Linked DNA regions of Rattus norvegicus: region 1 is linked to region 2. The links are chromatin contacts, called in public Hi-C maps. All regions are on one chromosome and are shown on one strand. Each heading gives the region's core, a stretch centred on a gene start, on an enhancer-like site or on the middle of the called end of the contact. The rest is flanking DNA. Distances are from core to core; before and after follow the strand shown.

Region 1 (2,700 bases), core at 16-2,515, 65 kb before region 2:
GAGAACACAGGGCACGGGGCTTGAGGTTTTGCGGGGTCTCCTGTCAGAAGGAAGGGCAGTAGGACTCTGTCACCATACATGCCGCTGTGTCTCTTGATCTGGGGAGATGTGAACGGATGAACTTTAACCCCAGACAGAGAATCAGTGACAGACCAAAGAAATGACCCCGCCCAAGTGCAGCTTCGTGCAACGAGTTTACTGAGCTTACTCTTGAGTGCTTAGGGGACGGGAATTACAGGACAATCAGACTCGAACAACTGTTTTACCAAAAAGTCCCAACCCCAGCCAAATGAGTGGGAGGGGCCAACTCCGGCCAACGTACCGAGCGGGGGAGGGGGAGAGAGAGCGAGAGAGCGAGAGAGCAAGAGAGAGAGAGAGAGAGAGAGAGAACCTGCAGCTCCGACGGGGCTACACTTAGCTGGGGGTGGGAGAGTGCCTAGACTCTGCTGAGGGTCCCATAGCCCCTTGCCCTCTGAGAAGCAGCTCGCAAAGGTCTGCAGGTCACCAGAGTAGCTCTGACGTCCTGTGACAATAGCTGGGTCACATCCGGACCGAGTTTCGCATTTGGTATACTTTAATAAAGATATTTTGCAAGGGCAGACAAAAGCTTCCAAACAAGTCTGCCTCTTGTGCTGGGGATGTGGATGACTCGGGCAGAGTGACAAAGAGCGTTTTCTCCATTTACCTTTTAATCTCCCTTTGCCCTTGGACGGACGTGATCGTATTACCTAGTAGAGGGAAAAATCCACACCCGCACACAACGGAGCAAACAAAAGTAAATGAAAATAGAGGTGTACACAGATGTGACCAAAATTCTGAAAATGGCGGCTGCTGACTGCCTCCAGCCCTCTGTGAGGTCTCAGTAGTCTTTTGTGCGGGGAGAGAGTCTCTCTCCCTCCACCCCACCCTCCGCAGGAGCCAACAATGTGGAGCAGTGGGGAGTTTGGCTGTGCGAGCCGGTCCTCCTGGAGCTGCTAAGCCCAACCTTGTCCCCTTCAAGTTCACAGAGCCACGTGGGTGGGGAAAGGGGGGGGCATTGGAGCTCCTTGATGCTGCCTCCCCACATAAAGAGAAGCCTCCAGGGGCCCAGCTGAGGAGCTGCTGGTGGCAGGCCATCTTCCAGTTTCTATACCCATCCAGTCACCCACGGATCACTTGGGGACTGCTTCCCACCCGCATGGCCCCGGGGTGGGAGCAGCCAATCCCATTGTCGCGGCCCAGGCACCTGTGGAAGCTGGGCTGGGCACACACAATCAAAACCTCCCCTCTGCAGGCAGCGGGGACCGCTCAGCTCTGGAGAGCGAGGAGCAGGGACTGGGGAGGGCTGCGCTCTCCCTTTTGTCTCCAACTGCCTTTGTTCGTGAATAAACACTCTTCGGCCTCCTCCCCACCACCTGAAAGCCGCTTCTGCTGGCGAGAGAAATCGTGTACCATCTCTGCTTTAGATGTTAAAAAAAAAAAAAATCTGAAATTGCTTGGAGACTGGCGGCGGCGGGCGGGAGGCTGGGCGAGGCTGGGGCGGGGATCCGGGCTGTAATTGCGGGTCATCTATCTGTTCCTGCTCCTGCCTTTGCCGGCGGCGCCTGCTCACAAGCAAGCTAGCAGGCGGGAGCGGCAAGGACCCCGCCATTCCTCCTTTCCTTACTGTTCCTCAGCAGCGGTAAAATCTTTTCCTAAAACCGCCCTTTATAGTCACGTGCAGGAGACATTCTGAGCTGCTCGGGGCCAGAAGCTCCAGTTGATAATGCTTGGTGTGGGTCCCAGCAGATACCGGGTAGGGGTAAAAGGGGGCACAGTGAAACTCTGACACCTTAGAGGACGTTAGAACTGCAGCTAAGGGAGATGTCTATTGTTTTCCCTGCACTGGCCTCCTCCCAGAGGCCATAGGTCCTGTGTCAGCCCGAGCCTTCCTGCACTCATGGGGGGTAGCTCGCTAGCATCATTCCAGTTGAGGTCCACCTGACCTCAAGCACTTAACATCTGAAGGAATTCGATGAAGGTAAGATGTGTTGGGGGCAATGTGACATTGGACTGACCTACCCAGTTCTAGGAGGAGATGCTCCCCCTACTCATGCACGCAGCCCCAAAGGTGTCTAAGAAGACTAGAACACCTGAACAGAGAATAAGTCAGATGTGAGGCAGAGAAGGCCACAGGTGACCAAACTCCGCCATCTTCTTGCCAGGGAATATGATAGCTCTTTGCAAACTCCTTGTGGTGGCACACCTCCCTAAGAGCCAGCTAGCTCCCTTCCTGAACAGGGGTGGCCTCACCAGTGGCCACAATCACCGGAGAAACTTGTCGTTCACACAAGATGTGCCAAGCATGGCCTGAACACTACGCGGAAGGCGTGGCTTGCTTCTCCCATCTCCGTGCTTATGGAGGGTGGAGGACGGGGGAGCTGCGTCAACGCCACCTGGCTGTAAGGACAGTCTGGTCTTCTGTCTGCAGGGCTGTGGGATGGAACCCTGATGGTCTTCCTGTGCTTACCCTCTCCAGTGCCCCTAGCCGAGACAGCCAGCTGAGAGGAAGCCAGGGAGCCCTGGTCCACCCTGAGGTTGTGGTCTACGGCTGGAGGGGGATGACACTCTGAGGACTGTGAGGAGGATGAGCAGGCACAATGGGAGCTGTCTCCTCACCTCCTGTGGGACTCCATCAGCCCGGCCGTGATCCCCCAGCTGCCTGTTTGTCAGGAGGGCAGG
Region 2 (2,700 bases), core at 159-2,658:
GTGAGACACACAGGGGGCTGTCACTTGTCTCTCACATCCATCTATGCACACAAACATGTACGAGCACATGGGCACACATGAACACACACCAGCACATGAAAGCATATGTGTGTATACATGCATGCATGCATACTCACAAAGGAATACATGCATGAACACACATGTGCACACATGAAGGCATGCGCATATATGTGTGTGCACACATAAAAGCATATGAGAAGGCACATATATCCACACACAGATACAAGTAAATGAATGCATATAATCATTCACCAACACATGTGTGCACACATGGATGTGTTCCCACACAAATGCACCCATGTGTGAGTGAGCACACATGCACAATCACCCAAATGCATGTAGGTGCATGTTAATAAGTATACATATACATGTGTACAAATGAATACATGTGGATGCGCATACATAGCTGTACCTGCATGCAAATGTGCCCATATACATACAGATACATAGGCCTCCAACTACATGCACATGTATGTACAAGTACACACACAAAGCATCCACAAACCTGTACATATATGCACACAAATTTATATACACATATAGTCACTCAGTCACACAAATACACATGTATGACAATGCACAATGAAAACATACAAGTGCTCATGCACATATGTGTACATTCATTGGCTCATATTTTGGCCTATACAAATATGCAAACACACAAGTGCAAACATGTATATGCATATACACATACATGAATAGTAATGCATGCCCACCCAGGCACATACCTCACACTTACCCATTTCAAATGCACACGCATCAACTAATGCATGCATACAAACTCACAAAGAATTACACACATGGACACACACATGCACACATGAATGCAGGCGCATATATATACACATAAATCTATACTATGCACATGTACAAATGTATACTAATTCATACATGCACACAGGTATATACATTCTACATGAGCACACACATATTCATGTGTCCACATACAGACATATTCACAGATGTACATACATGCACACACACACAAACACACAAATACACATACATGCACAAACACACATGCTTACACATATGTGCATGAAAAAACACATGCACACATATAAGACATACACATAGGCATAAATGCTCATAAATGTACATATGTGTGTATGCATACAACCACACGGCACACATATGTGAACATATCCTTGCATACCTCCATCCATATGCATGCTTCTATGCACACAAACATACATCCATACACATACAGGCCCCATGACCTTGACCAAGTCCCTCCGGACATTGAATTCCTCAGCTGCCCCCAGTTAAGTCTGTGCCTGCGTAACCCACAATGTCACTGTGAAGAACAAACGGAGGGCCAGCGACTAAACCCCTTTGGGAACAGGCAGAGATATAATTAGACACGTGCGTGGGCTGGAGAAATGCAAACTGTGAAGTGCTGTGAGGCCCAGAAGCTGCTTTTGCTGGGTTCTCGCGTGTGCATGCCTGGCCTCAGGAGAAGGAGGCAGGCTGAGTTTGTCTCTGAACCGCTGGCTCCAGCCAGGAGCATGTGACGGCTGAGAGACAGACACAGGAGAAGATAGAGCAAGACAGGAAGACAGACAAATAAACAGAGATAAAATAGCCTGCAAGGCGATGGCTCGCCTTATGGGAACAGACAAGGATGTGAGGCAGCCAGTTTCCTGCAGCTCTGGGCTTGCTTCTCCTCCAGAAGGTCCTTTCCAGGACTTCCTCTCCCTCCCTCCTTCTCACCACCTTTTGGCATGTACCTGTATGCATATGAGCTGTGGACGCATGCACACATGTGCCCTGGGGTTGGGTTGGGAGAAAGGATCTCCTTGGAGCACCGTCCTGGAGAGTGTGGCTCCCGTACCTCTGTGGAGACAGTGGTTCCAAAGATTGCTAATCCCTGGGGACGACTCAGTTCGTGGAAGCTGTTGTGAGCACGGGAAGCCACAGTGTCCATGCGAGCCTGCCTCTGCGTACTTTCCGAGGTGCTCAAAGCTGCTCACGGGCATCTGCAGGTGAGCAGCCAGCTCAGGGGCACAGGGTGGACTCTTGGTACCTGCTACGCATCCTCCCACATCCACCAGATGGTTCTTTATGGAGGGAACGATCCATCTGTCTCTGCCCCATCTGCTGCCCCCTTCCATGGCTTTCCCTGCACCTGTAATAAAATGTTAGCATGGCTTTCATGGGCCCACAGGCTTATTCCTTCCCAGTTTCCAACCTCACAAGCCACTGCTCCTCTCTCTCACCGTTCTTTTTTTTTTTTTTTTTTTGGTTCTTTTTTTCGGAGCCGGGGACCGAACCCAGGGCCTTGTGCTTCCTAGGTAAGCGCTCTACCACTGAGCTAAATCCCCAGCCCCTCTCTCACCGTTCTTCCACACCAGCCTGTGGTTCCTATGAGGTCCCACCACAGGCCCTTTGCACTTACAGTGATCTCTGCCAACGACACCCAGCTACAGCTCCATTTGAGTTACCACCACCACCACCCCCAGTTATCATCATTACTAAGCAGCAGCAGCTAGACAGATATGTTAGGGTGTCAATCATTCTGCACCCCTGTGCTGGTTCCACATGACTCTGAAGGACTAACTCAGAACTCTGGAGATCTGGACCCTGACCGCAGACACCTCTCAAATTCCATCCCTCATCCCCTCCCACCAGCTCCACATGATCCACCAAAGCCCAGGCTCAGCTTTGGTCATTTTGTAA

What was found. A called contact is a pair of places that touch in the nucleus more often than the background predicts.
Region 1: a Hi-C map of frontal cortex shows a contact between it and region 2, with 1.6 times the contacts expected there. The contact joins two enhancer-like sites. A contact is called at or near these places in 2 of 12 Hi-C or Micro-C datasets (frontal cortex and prefrontal cortex).

Annotation. Positions count from the first base shown.
Region 1 is chr17:9,751,681-9,754,380 of GRCr8, reverse strand. No RefSeq gene overlaps it. Among named protein-coding and RNA genes, the nearest start is that of Unc5a, 77 kb to the right of the region's middle. Within about 2 kb of position 1,265, at least 19 of the 93 cell types and tissues checked have an H3K27ac peak or open chromatin away from gene starts, as enhancers often do.
Region 2 is chr17:9,686,994-9,689,693 of GRCr8, reverse strand. No RefSeq gene overlaps it. Among named protein-coding and RNA genes, the nearest start is that of Unc5a, 13 kb to the right of the region's middle. Within about 2 kb of position 1,408, at least 10 of the 93 cell types and tissues checked have an H3K27ac peak or open chromatin away from gene starts, as enhancers often do.